2 separate regions of the Danio rerio genome follow, and region 1 is linked to region 2. A link is a contact called in public Hi-C data. All regions are on one chromosome and are shown on one strand. The core of a region is the stretch at or near the end of the contact, and the rest is flanking DNA. Distances in the headings are between cores, read along the strand shown.

What was found. Hi-C and Micro-C count contacts between places; a contact is called where the count stands out from the background.
Region 1: a contact with region 2 is called in a Hi-C map of an unstated tissue, with 4 times the contacts expected there. The contact joins the promoter of ppp1r15b here to the promoter of optc in region 2. A contact is called at or near these places in 2 of 18 Hi-C or Micro-C datasets (caudal fin and an unstated tissue).

Annotation. Positions count from the first base shown.
Region 1 is chr11:25,621,485-25,628,844 of GRCz12tu, reverse strand. It overlaps ppp1r15b (protein phosphatase 1, regulatory subunit 15B), which reads left to right and starts at 4,196. Exons shown (of 2, transcript XM_017358331.4): 1 at 4,196-6,791. The coding sequence starts at 5,040. It overlaps pik3c2b (phosphatidylinositol-4-phosphate 3-kinase, catalytic subunit type 2 beta), which reads left to right. Exons shown (of 34, transcript XR_012387163.1): 34 at 1,224-1,490.
Region 2 is chr11:25,309,782-25,317,262 of GRCz12tu, reverse strand. It overlaps optc (opticin), which reads left to right and starts at 2,886. Exons shown (of 7, transcript NM_001003583.2): 1 at 2,886-2,971; 2 at 5,256-5,402. The coding sequence starts at 2,945.

The DNA of each region.
Region 1 (7,360 bases), core at 2,947-5,446, 310 kb before region 2:
TTGTATCAGATTTTGCAGAGATTTACATAGAAATTAATAGTGAGGGCCGCTTTTTGTACTGTAAAGTTGGGTAATTTCACATGTACTTGATCTTGAAAAGGGATGAACACTTGATCATTTGATTCAGCAGTGGAAATGACACAAACAGAACTGAATGTAGATTTTTTTTGATCAAGTAAAAGTAGGTGGGTGCATCAAAAACTAAATTATGATTTGCATGTGCTGTATATTGAACAACAGAGAAAAAAACAGAGGAGTTTCATAAACCTCCTTCGTTCTTAAATGATGGCACACAACTTTGTATGCAAAAAAGGCTTTTGAAGGAACTTGATTTCAGGGTCAGTGCTTTTATGCCTTGTTAATATGTAAGCATAACCTACAAGGACATTTCTATTTGAAAATAGTTGATTTGCATGCTGTGAAATTGCGCTGGGATAAATATTGCGTTTTTGCATTTGTTTGTCAATTACATTGACCTCACATCTTTCCAAGTTTTATTGGTTAATTTATTTGTATTTTGTTTTTCAAAGGGAGAGTGAAATTAAAGCTTTAGGCTGTAGTTTTGTAAGTGTTTCCATTCTTCCTTTTTATGTAAAACTGCATGTAAATGAAATGCTGAATATGCCACAGTAGCTCCCTACCCCTCTTGGAAATTTATGCTTACAGATTTTGCATTGCAGTTTGCTTTACTTTGCACTTAGCTCACCTCATTGGCTTGAAGAAAAAAAGAACTAATTGGAAATATTCTTAAATTCATATTTGATCAAATGGTCATAGATTTAGCCCATTTAACTAAGGAATGATATTGTTTATTGTGTAAAAATTAAAACCGGAATTCAAAGGCTTTATTAGAAATGTATCACAACAGTACCTTTTCATTCTTGATTATTATCATGAATTAATATCTTAAAATGAAGGATCTTCAAGTCCAAAGTGCAACCCTGTTTGTCGAGGTGCTCTAACAATCCAGTAGCCTTAAGCAAACTTAGGTAAGATTATCCAGGTCAGAGTAGTCCCTGTTCCGTAGCTTTTTCTAACCAGAAAAACCAGCTCCATTTCCAATATAAAGGACATTTTTCTAAAGGATTGAAGTTTCTTTCAAATGACGAATTGATATTTTCCTCCCAAATGGCACAACTGTTTGAAGTTAACCCTTAAGGGAAATGATTGTATATGATTTCCATGCCAACCCATAATGAAAAACTGAACATTTATTAAAAAAGCTATCTTTTTTGTTGTGAATGTGAAGAGTTTGGATTTAAAGGTATAGAACTTTTATAACATCTGTGATGCTTATTTTAATAACTAAAGAGAATGCGAGTAAGATCAGTAGGGTTGGAATACTGTAAATGCTGAGAAAATGAATTTGATGTGATGTATGGATTGTAAATGGGCTTTATCCCATTGTATTCCTTTCTAGACTGTTCCTTCTAATTTCAGATCATGTTTTTAATGTTTATTTGCACTTAATAAATGCACAGAGAAACTGGCTTGAACATTGTAAATGTTTTTTTATTTTTGTCATTGTTGGATCACATAAAGCGCTAAAGAGATGGTCCAACGATCAATGTCAAATGCAAAATACAAACATGAGCATTGCATGCACTAAATCCTTGGTTGGATTTATTTGTAAATCTCAATTACGCATGACTGACCGCAACAATCCACTTTACTGAGACATCGCTGACTTTATCCCATATTGGGCTGTCATCACACTGAGGTAAGAATTACATCAGACTGGGGTTTATCATAAAGGCTTTAATTGCCTGTCTGAACCATCTATGGTCTTACACATTTCTCATTGTCCTGAAGCTCCTCCAGAGAGTTCTGATGACATAAATGTCTCATTCCTCCATGTTCATCTATCAAATTAAAACATTGCGCCGAAAGCAAGTTAAATTAGGACAACCTGGGAATCAAATTCTGCTCTCATGGCAAATAATATAAAGTCTGCATCTAAAGTGAGTAAAATGCAAACAAATAAACTAGACTGCAGTTGGATATTTCTTCTGTTTTGTGTTTTCGTTTGTAATTGGTTTGTTGTGTACATTTGTGTGAGTGAGGTTCACTAGTGAATTGTTTAAAAAGACAATAGGCGACACCTATATGCTTTAGAACTCGCTTAGTTCAAAACAATCTCACAAAGTTTTATATTTATCAAAGCTGTCTACAGTGCACATTGAATCTTTTAGTTATAATGAAAGAATACACAAGTCTGTAAAACTCATTTGATTTTGAGCATAATTGTCTATTTACATTTTTATTAAGTATTTTTTAGCATATTTGTCAATGTAATAATCCTTACAGCCTAATTTGTTTTAGATTAAATATTTGGTTGTATAAGGTAGCTGCCACTTAGCATGTATTTGACCTTTTCATCCTTTTCCATCTATCCAATCCTAAATTCTGCTCAGATAGTTATCTGAGGTGATCTACCACTTTGACATTATATAAATGATGGCTTTTTCACAGTGGATGAGAGAGCTTAATAGGCTGCAATTTAAGAAAACACATGCAATTACAAAAAAACTACAGCAGATTAAGAAAAAGATCATTAGTTTGACAGCACACGTCCTCATAATGCATACATGGATTAAAAATGCACAGCATTTTCTCACAACGCAAACAATTTATAAAACGACCTGCATTTTCTTACAATGCAAACAATTTACGATGACGCGCTGCATTTTCTCAACGCAAACAGTTAATAAAACTGCATTTTCTCACAACGTAAACAATTTATAAAACGACCTGCATTTTCTTACAATGCAAACAATTTACGATGACGCGCTGCATTTTCTCAACGCAAACAGTTAATAGAACTGCATTTTCTCACAACACAAACAATTTATAAAACGACCTGCATTTTCTTACAATGCAAACAATTTACGATGACGCGCTGCATTTTCTCAACGCAAACAGTTAATAGAACTGCATTTTCTCACAACACAAACAATTTATGATAACGTGCGGCATTTTCTTACAATGCAAACAATTAATAAAACGCACTGCATTTTTTTACAATGCAAACAAGTTACGATGATGCGCTGCATTTTCTTACAATGTAAACATCTAATAAAAATTGCAGCATTTTCACACAACCCAAACAATTAATAAAATGCGCTGCATTTTCTCACAATGCAAACAATTTACCATAACATGCTGCATTTTCTTACAATGCAAACAATTTACAATGACGCGCTGCATTTTCTCATAACGTAAACATTTAATAAAACGCGCTGCAACTTTTACACAACACAAATAATTAATTATATGCGCTGCATTTTCTCACAATGCAACCAATTTGCAATAACGCATTGCTTTTGATCACAATGCAGTTCACAATCCATCAGGTTATTGGGTTCCCTTGATATATTTTCGTTGTGTTCCAATGTTTTTTGTGTTGTGAGAAATTGTAGCGTGTTTTCGTAATTTGTTTGCGTTGTGGGAAAATGCAGTGCTTTTTTATGTGTGTGTATTGAGAAGTTTTGCAGCACGTGTGCTATCAAACGGATGAAGATCTTGTTTTAATTTGCTGATGTTTTTTTGTAGTTGCATGTGTTTTCTTAAATTGCAGCACGTTAAGCTCTCTCATCCACTGTACTTTTTAAACTCAAAACCGTTTAACTTTTTATATTCATAAAGTGATAATTAATCATTAATCTTAGACAACGATGATAAGGTTAGTTCATTTATTTTACAGATTGTATATTTTTCTCCCACTTAGTGTGAGTTCGCCCTGAAAGTGCTCCTGCCTTTGTGCTAAATGAACAGCTTCTGCGTGTATTGATATTCACTGAAAATCATAAGAGAAAGAACAAAGTATATATTTTCATACAGTGTGCACGGTCAATTCTTCATGAAGCATTAGTTCTGTGCTTGAGGGATTCTGCAGGCAGTTTCTACAAAAAAGTCTTTGCACCAAAGCAAGAATTGATACGTCAGATAAGATTTATGCTAAAAGTCTCCCTGGAGAAACTCTGACAAGATAAGTAAAAACGACTAGAAGAAAGTATTAAAGATTTAGAATGTCTTGAGGGATTTCAATATGTATTGCCTAAGCATTGCGTGACATGTTCTGAACATCTTATATAACACACACGTTTCAGAGTACAACGTGAGATAGAACTTTTACCACGGTCCCTAGTAAACGCGGTGCTGCAGCACTTTAGAGACGCTCCCTTACGGCTTTTCTGATGAAATCTCTCCGCTTTAGCTCCGCGGCTAGCGAGCGAGACGGCGACGTCAACGAGTCTCTATACCGAGTATTTCTGTTTAAAACGAATTAAAAGTGATTCGGTTTTTGTCGTAACTTTAAGGAGAGCGCTTTGACTCGATTTTGATGATTCAGCCGTTTTTTCTCCAACAGCGTACAGTATTTTCGTCCCAAAACGCGGCTCGATTGAGGTGACAGAAGACTGACAGTTGAAGAACCGACGCTCGCTTCCTCTAAGACGTCAAAATGGCTTTTGTTTCAAGCTTTCCTTTGGAGTTTACCAGCCTATTTTACTCTTACAACACTTCAAAACGCTTGTCAATTCCTTCTGCTGTTTCCACGATCCCTTCAACCCGAAATAATTGGTGTTATTCTCCTCAGGACGGCACAGTTGGCGGCAACGCTGCGGTCAATATGGACGCTGAAGCTGTTCGCGCGAGCCGGGCCGGTCTCCAAACAGTCTAAACGACATGGACTACTTCATTAACCCCGGAGAATATTTATCAGCCCTCATGGATGGTGTTAGAGGCTGGAAGGAATGAGAAACGCAGCGTTTTACTTTGTTCGTAGCTAACATTTAGCCCCACATTAAAAGCTGCGCTAGCCAGCTAAGCCTTATAAGGCCATATTTAACGTTAGGTTGTGTTAAGGCTGTTATGTATATTAGTAACATTGAGAGACATTTAAGCTTGACATTATAAACCCGAGCACTTTTATTCAAATTCAGTCTGAACAACGTGGAGCCAATTGTAGAAGAATTATATAATTTGTTTTATTTTCTTTCAGTTTATGTAGTTCACCTCATTTCATATTTTTCAGAAGTATGAGCACACATGGACACTTTATTCCAGGGGACACGCGGTCCGCGCGTGACGGTGACGAGCGCACTGACAGCTCGTGGATAAGCGTGTTCTCTCTGGTCTCGAGGCCTGCGTGGTCTCTCCTGCAGAGGTATTTCCCCGGAAAGACACAGACTGCATTTGAAATGAAGTCACACCTTGATATCGGAAACTCTTTAACGCCTCTGAACGTCGCATACCTCCACTGCCAGCATGAAAATGCTGCATGCGTGGCCCCTGGAGACCCTGGCACTCTTGCCTGGTTCACACAGGAATCACTGAGTGAACTGGGAATTCAAAACACTTCCCAGAAAGATTTCAGCCTTCAAAAGCAGGCATCAGTCGGATACTTGGGAACAGCAAGAAACATGCTGAGCCAGGTGTTATTGAACACCCAGGAAAAAAAGCGTGCAAAACCTGAAAGCGCTTGCGATTTGTGCCCGGATATGGTGTCTGTGCGATCCACTAATAGCTGGTGGCAGGGAGGATTTTTGGAGGCCAATGACAGACCTCCAAACTTGCTGCTAAATGTAGCACAAAGCAGAAAAGAGACTGATACGAGCTGGCAGCATTGTGGAGAACATCACAGTGTTGGCTATTGTCAAAGCAATGATGGGCCATCAATGCACAACGAAAGCGCTAGACCCTTGTGCTCCAAAGAGCTGACCCACAATGCACTGCTGCACATGTCCAAAACAGAATTGCTCTCAAACTCATACCAGCTTCCACTAGATGTTGGGCAGCAGCTGCTGGTTTGTGGTAGAGCCTACAGTGAAGTGGCTGTTTTGACACCTGACCAAGATAATGGCTACTCCAGCTTGGAGGAAGAACACTCGAATAGTAAGCTTCATATGAAACTGCTTTCCAAGGAACAGGAGGTGTCGGACACAACCAACGCTGTTGCCTCCGAAGACGACTCATCTCAGAGTAACACTACAGGGAGTGAGCTACAAAGCCTACCTATCTTAAGTGAGGAAGAAATTAAGGGAGGAGAGGAAAAGGAGTCTGAGAAGACTGTAGAAGCCGCTGCTGATAATGTATCCCTTTTAGCCACGCCTCAGTGTGAAAACAAGGTCATCGCTTACATCATGGGTAGCCCTTGCAGTGGCGAATCTGAATCGGAGGAGGATGATGATGATGATGATGACTGGGATAGTAATGATGATGATGATGGCTTTGATAGTGAAGGCTCATCCCACTACTCCGATTCGGAGGACCTTGATGACAGCGACGATGAATCCGAGGAAGATTCAGATGGAGAGGAAGGCAACTCTGAGGCTGAGAGACTGTGGAATTCTCTGTGCCAAAACGGGGATCCTTATAATCCAAGGAACTTCACAGCTCCTATAAGGACAGCCACCAAGCCAAGCCCTGCGACTACAGACTCGCCGGTCTCAGAGTCTCCACCAGCTCATATATCCTCCCAGCCATCTTCGCCTTCGTCATCATCACCCTCACTTTCAGAGAACGAGTCCAGCGAAGACGTCTGCGAGATGGACGAGGAAGAGAACCGGAGATTATGGAACTCTTTTAGCTGCTCAGCAGACCCGTACAGCCTCCTCAACTTCCAGGCCCCTGTACAGACTAAAAAACCCCCCAAAGGGTGCCGTAAGGAGAAAGCGCCTGGAATGCCACACTATAAGAGAGAGGAGGCTGAGGAGAGGCTGGACAGTGGATTCTCAGAGATTTCCCCTGTGCCATGCTCAAGCAGTGCCACAGCCATTCACTTGAAGAAGGTTTGTATAATTATGACCATAATTAATGCATTGTTGCATTCCAGTTCAAATCTGTGTATATAATTATCTTTCTGAACACTTCTAAAGTGAGACATAGTGTGGTTGCATTGAGAACATCTGTTTATGTCTAGAATATAAGAATGAGTCAGATGGAGACTTGTCAGTTCTCCTTTGAATCATTGTTGGTTTCAGTTTTGTATGCAGTCCACTTAAGTTCAACACAACGTTTCAAATCATTATATATGCTTCAAGTCCTGGAAGTTAATATTAAAGTATTGGGCTAGCAATTTCTGTGTAGGAAAGTTAATTTTAAACAGTCAGCATGCTCCTTTTTTAATATGTTATATAGTTCTTTTAGATAAGATAAGATTTTATTGATCACCTGGAGGAAATTTTAGTTTGTGCAGTGGTGGTAAACGTGGCTAAAACCGTTGGGTAAAAGAAAGTGCTATCTTTTAATAAGGTGCAATTAGTGGACAGTAGTTAATGTTTATTCAATATCTCATAATTGGGTTCATGTTTTAATATGCATCACTGTATAGGTTTTTGGGGACACATAAGATATTTAA
Region 2 (7,481 bases), core at 1,637-4,136:
ACTGACCGCGGGCAAAGGCGAGCGATCTAGCGAAGTGAAAGCTCGTCTGTGAGGGAAAAACAAGTGGAAAATTAGAGTGAGTTGTGATGTTTGAAACACAAATACCTCGGTCCAGCCTGGACAGACAAGATATCCATATGTCCGAGATTCACCATTACAATGGCTCATCTGTCAGTGGTTTTAAATGGCGCTGGTGCTTCTCTGACGTATTGTTGATCCGCCATTACTGGATACGTCACTTGGTGGCAGATGTGTGTACTGCAGCCAAAGTGGTAAACTGTGTGTATGTCTGTTTAATTAATTTAGATCTTTTGGGTTTTTTTGCATTTAGGAAAAATATCGATACTTGGAGACAGAGTATCAATGATGTATCACGGTCGAATATATCACGATATATTGACATATCAATGTTTTGTCCCACCCCTACTGTTTTGTTCATTATTTATTTATTTATTTATTTATTTATTAATCTGGAGTCACCACAGCCGAATGAACCACCAACTTATCAAGCATATGTTTTTAAGCAGCGGATGCCCTTTCAGCTGCAACCCATCACTGGGAAACATCTATACACACTCATTCACACACACTATGGGAAATATAGCCTACCCAATTCACCTGTACCAAATATTGTTGCACTTGTGGGGGAAACTGGAGCACCCGGAGGAAACCCACACCAACTGGTGTTCTCCCCATGTTGGTATGGGTTTCCCCCACAGTCCAAAGACATGCACTTTAGGTGAATTGAATAAACTAAAGTGGCCGTAGTGTATGAGTGTGCATGTGTAACCCCACCGGTCCTACACCACACAACCCGCTCCGAGCTGGGATCGAACTGGCGACCTTCCGCATGGTGGTCAGTTGCTCTAACAAGGAGGCTAAAGACCATGTCGTCTAGCATATATCGCTAGAGCACCCTCAGAGGTCAGAGGAGTGAGGTTTACCTGCACAGAACCTACTGGCTGGCCTCCGTTACACATGTGTATGTATGTTTCCCAGTACTGGGTAGCAGCTGGAAGGGCATCCGCTGTGTAAAACATATGCAAGCTAAGTTGATGGTTCATTCCGCTGTGGCAATCCCTAATAAATAAAGGGACTAAGCTATAGGAAAACAAATGAATGAACATGTGATGAAATCTTACTTGTTTAAGTGCAATTAGATTTTTACATAGTATTGTGCAAACAACTGATCTAAAATATAGCTTATTTGCAGGAATCCGCTTATTCATGTTTTGAAAAAATACATTGACCGAAGAAAACACATTCAAAAAGTAAATTATTAACAAATTGAGAAAACATCTCAGTTTGACAACACACATGCACACAAATTAACACTTACACAAAATCGCTCATATAGCAGAACACAACGGAAGATGTCGGGGGACCCTAAAAAGTGACAAACCTGGTTGCCTTCAGTTGATGAATTGCCAGAAATTATTTTAACATCCATGTCCAGCCTGATCTCACAAGAAAATATCATTATTTTTCATTTTTCAGTTTAGTGACTAATTCGAGTTCAGCCACAGTCTTTTAAAAGAGGGGTGGCACCCGACCTCACCCCTAAACCCAACCATCATTGGGGAATAAGCAAATTAAACTAAATTGAACAAATGAGATTGTACAATTTTACACGAAGTAGCCACTGAATCATAATGTTATGAACTGCCATAAGATAGCATTGCCAGGTAATAAACACACAGACCAACAGGTGAAATGGTTTTTCCTAAATTTCATCTTGAAGCAGGGATTCGTCACAGATGCTTAACTCACACAAAAAACCCAGCCTTGCAACACAAGGCAAACATCAATTGATAAAACATTTTTAACATTAAATCACATATATACACACTTCATATGCACTTTACTGGACGTATATATACACACATTGTTCATAACGATCTTCAAATACCACATTTTATGATATTTTGTTAACTCGTCAGCATTACTACATGTCAGATAGCTCTAGCCCATATGTTATCAGCTTAAGCTCGAGCGCTGCACTCATGTTTGCTTCCTTTTTTTGTTTATTTTCAGCTGTAATATGAAGAATTGCACAATAAAATGTTATTTTAATGTGATGTTAATAACAATTACTCTAAGAACAACTGCAAGTTAGAAGGCAAGCATGTCAGACTACTGAACTGAACACTGCTGAACACTAATGACCAGGAAGCAGATTTGTAGGGTTCATCACTTTTTATGGTCCCCTGACAATTTCTGTTATCTGCACTATTTGCAGCGTGTTTCATCTGTTTGTGAGAATTTGTGAGTGCATTTGTTGTCAAATTGAAATGAAAATGTTTTCTCAGTTTGCTTGAACTCTGTGGTTAGTATTTTGCTGCCTTCTAGTCATTTCAGCCAGAAATTACCATTTTGCAGGAACATAAGGACAGAATCACATATTAAAAATGAGTGATTGGTTGAAAAATGTCATTATTGTAGTGCAAAAACCACAAGCCACTGGTAAGAAATGTAAATTGTCAAATTAAAATAGTTTTCTGAGATGCCAAAATGTAACTAAACAAAATACAAGATAAAAAAAAGGACAAGCGTCTTAAAAAGCACAACCTGCTGGTAAGGAGTCGTAAATGACCAGACCAGAACTGTGTTCTGGAATGACAAAAATGTCAGTAAATGCAGTGCAATTTAAAACAAAAAGAAGAAGAAACTTTGCATCTCTCTAGGGAAACACGTCTGAAAAACATCCTGCTGGTAAGAAGCGGTAAATTACCAAACCAAACTGATACTTCACCATTGACAAGGCTGTAGAATTAGTGACAGCTGAGCAAACTGACCTGGCCATCCCCCAGTTGAGCTCCCACAGCTCTCCCCCTCACCTAACCTGACCGCCTTCTTAATCTTGGGTTAGATTCAATACTCAATCCTCAGGAGAACACAAGGCCAGCTTCCACACCTCTTTTCCCGCAAGAGCTGCTTTTGGGCTATGGCCATTCAAAGACAAACATCAAAGGTAGGCCTCCTTCCTGCTGAGTGAAGACTCTTTGGTCTCTTGGTTTAATTGTGAACACTTTAAGAACAGGTTAAGCCGAATAACTGAAGAGACCCAGGGGAGCTTTGAATATTAATGTTTTAAATTTGAGCTGTTTGGGAAACAAGTGTGAAAAAAAAAACATGAGTCAATCTGGGTTAAATTAGATCAGAGGATTACATGTGATTTGGATTTATCATGTAAGATACTCCTCAAAATCACTGCACTGTTTAACATTTGCACATTTATAATTGCACATATTCATTGCACTGATTCCCTTATTTGAAATGTACATACCCACTGCACATGGACATTTGTAATTATGTACACACCAACTGTACATACATTTGTAATTATGTTTATCTATCTGCACACTACTGATTATTAATAGCAACCTGTACATATATTCATTTATTGTAAATCTCTGTTCATAGCTAATACAACCTGTATATAATGTTTATAGTACATCCAGCTGTAAATATCATCATAGTTTTTCTATAAATGCACTTATAACTTATACCTGCTGCTATTGCATTGCTGGTTAGACCTAAACTGCATTTCCTTGCATTGTATTTGTACATTTGTAATGACAAAAAAAATTGAATCAAATCTAATTAAAAAATCTACATTTGTTAGGTTATCAACACGGAGGTGTTAACAGTATATTCTAAATTACAGTGCTCACCCCTCACAAATCTATCTTTTAAATTCATATTTTAAATAGGATACAATATTATATTTGTGCATATACCTCAGATTAGTCAGTACTGAAGCCAAATCTGGAGATTATCTAACAAAATAACGTACGGTAACGGTCTTAAAACTAGTACACCCAAATGTATATGTTAAAGAAAATTATTAAATACAAATTTTAAAAAAGAGAAAAAATCAAGAGAATCAATAAATAAATAAATAAAAATTCTGTTGGTTCTTTTTGCAATATTTTTGAATGAATTTAATTGTATTATCTTACAAATTTCATATTTATATTTTTGGTGACTAAAATATTATTTTTATAAATATATCTGTTTAATAAATCTGTTTTGTTTAAATGCACCAAAATACATTGTTTATATTCATTGAGAAATTGATAAAAATATAAATTTTTAAAATGTGGTGTGCTCATGCTGAGCACTGTATACTTAAAGGGATAGTTCACCCAAAACTGAAAATTACTCACCCTTCACTTGTCACAATTTAAATTTCTTTGATCTGTTGAACACAAAGAAGATGTTTTGAAAAATGTTGGAAACCTGCAATAATTAGCTTTTTTCAATAATAAGCTTTTTTTTCCTATTATTGAATTCAATAGTTAAAGTTTTCAAAAAATCTTTAAAATATCTTCTTTTGTGCTAAAACGAACAAAGAAACTCCTGAAGGTTTGGAACCCCTTGAGGTTTAGTAAATTGTGAGTAAATTCTTTTTTTTTTTTTTTTTTGGGTGAACTATCACAGACTGACAAGCATACTTATTTAAAAGTACAAGTTTTTGGCTTGAGTAATATGCCGGAGTAAAATAATGAAGAGCTTGCAATTGTGTTAAAGTAATGAGAGAGTGAGGGAGAGAGATTGGCCAGAATAACATCTGTTTCATTTTTGAGAATCAAGGTGTAATTCCATCAAATGTTGATTTCTTAACTGTTTTGATTTAATGCTTAGTTTACAACATGTTTTCATTTAAAATTGACAAGAAATCAGTAGTGTCATCAAACCAAATTCATACATTTCCAAAAAGTTGTCTCTTACTTTTTTCCATTTCTCTGTGTGGAAAACTCATGTTTTGGCTTTGCACACTCATGTCATCTGCTAACAGCCTCTTTCCATGTTCCACATCCATACAACTAGATGATAGATTACCATAGCTAAGCACACAAAAACTGATGTATTTATGTTTTTAAACGCATGGAGGGTCTAAAGTGTTTAACCATCACTCTGTCATTATATGTGAAGTTTGTAGCTATTATGGGTCTACGTACATGTCTCAGCAGCCGGAAAGAAGTGCCCTCAAAGGTTAAACAAATAGAGGTGTGACAGGCATCTGTGGCTACAGACAAAGAGCTCCTGCAGACTGTTATAAAACCCCTCGGGAAGGGGGAAGAGTGGACGGTACCATAACCTCAAAATGAAGCACAGTCTTTCAGCTAATTAGAAAGTTGGCACAGGAAATGGCATAGAGCGGATTAACTTGACACTTTGTGATGTTAAATCCATAATTGGTGTCTAATTACAAAGCAGTCTGAAAAGACCATTTACTTTATCTCCTTTAGATGTTGCTGTATCTCGTTTGGATTCTTCTGGGCTTTAGTCTTGGTGCCCCTCCAACTGATTTGGATCTTAAAGCATTTGGCCTGGAGAATTATGATGACCCAGACTCATGGGATCTGCACTATAATTATGATGATGAGCATGAGGAGGTGAGCTTTCACGAGAGGTTTCTTTTTGTCAGTGTCAGTCTATCATCATACCTGAATAATTTTCTTTCCTGTATGTGTCAGAAGCAGTAATTCTAATAGTTAAGTAAAACTTTTCTTTCTACAGTAAAGGGAAATGAATGCTATAAAAGTAATCCATTTGATTTATATGGTCTACGAGGAGGACCACTGGATGATAAATCAATATTTATTTTAATCGATTAAACTTTTGAAGGGAAAACAAATGAATTAATTCTCTGCAGCTGCTTTGAGAGTTCCCTTCCTTTCTTTATTTGAAATATATTGCATACTAAAGATTTATTAAATTTTTAACTTGAGAGAAAAATATATTATTGCATAATAAAATTATAATTATAAAATGATAAGATTAATTGTACAAAAATATTTAGTCATAATAACTATTTAAAATGTATGTATTCAAATAGCTTGAAATAAGTATAATATTTCAGTCAGAATTACTTTAATCAAAAAACTACAACAGCAACATTAAATATTAAAGAAGTAGTTCATCCATAAATAAACATTTACTCATTATTTACTCACCCTCGAGTGGCACTTATTTATTAATTTGATATTTTTGTTCCGATTAAATACTACTATTATTTTCTTTATATTACTAATTAGAATTTTGAGGATTGATTGATTGATTGAAAATATTTTTCTCTGATTTACATCTATGTTGACCTTTCAATTAAATAACTATTCAGTTTGGACTTTTTTCCAGTTGTGAATAAATACAGTTGAAATCGGAATTATAAATCTTTTTTTTCTTTTTAAAATACTTTCTAAATGATGTTTAACAGAGCGAGGAAATTTTCACAGTATGTCTGATAACATTTTTTTTGTTCTAGAGAAAGTCTTTTTAATTTTATTTTGGCTAGAGTAAAAGCAGCTTTTAATTTTTTAAAAACCATTTAAGGTTTCAATATTATTAGCCCTTTCTGGCTATTTTTTTTGATAGTCTACAGAACAAACCAACCACAATAACTTGCCTAACCATATCCTGCCTAGTTAACCTAATTAGTTAAGCCTTTAAGTGTCACTTTATAGAAGTGTCTTGAAAAATATCTAGTACAATATTATTTACTGTCATCATGGCAAATATAAAATAAATCAGTTTTTAGAAATGAGTTATTAAAACTATAATGATAAGAAATGTGTTGAAAAAATCTCTCTGTTAAACTGAAATTGGGGGAAAAATAAACAGAGCATCTAATAACTGCTTATTAAATAGTCATGGGACAAACTAGGAACTTTTAAAATAGTATGATATTACAATAGAATTGAATTGAATTTTTATTTGACAGATTTTAGACAAACTGTACAAAAATACAAGTATCCCATAAATTTTGAAATAAAACTGTCAACTCTGTGCAAATGTGCTTAAGGATTATTTTTTTTTTAAATTATCCATATTCATTTATTTTGTGCCCTTTGCAATTTTTCTTTCTCTAAACCTTTCTTGCCATAACATCTCCTATTAAACATCCCAGATAATTTACAAATTTTTTTTCACTCAAATATCAAATCATTAATCCTAACCACTAAAGAATCATCTTTCTTAAATTTCACTCTTGAAGCAAATGAAATAGCCTCTGTTTTACCTATGTGTAAAGAAAGTTTTTCATCCAAAAAACAGTTGTACAAGTTTCTAAACTGTGAACTCATGATTTCTTCCATGGCCCTTTAATCTTGATGATATACTTTTAATCTAATGGATGATAGTTCACCAAGAAAATCAACATTTACTCATTGTTTACTCATTTACTTACCCTTGAGTGGTTCCAAATCTTTATGAGTTTCATTATTTTTGCTGAATACGAAAGAAGATACTGTGAAAAAAAAAGCTGAAAACCTGTAAGACTTCCATATAAAACAAATCCTATGGAAGTCAACGGTAACAGATTTCAGGCCTTCTTAAAAACATCTTCTTTTGTGTTTGACAGAAGAAAGAAACTAGTTTGGATCAGGTTTGATCCCTGTTTTGATTTGACAGGTTTGGATCAATTGATGCACGAGTAAATGATGAAATAATTGTAATTTTTGAGTGAACTACCCCTT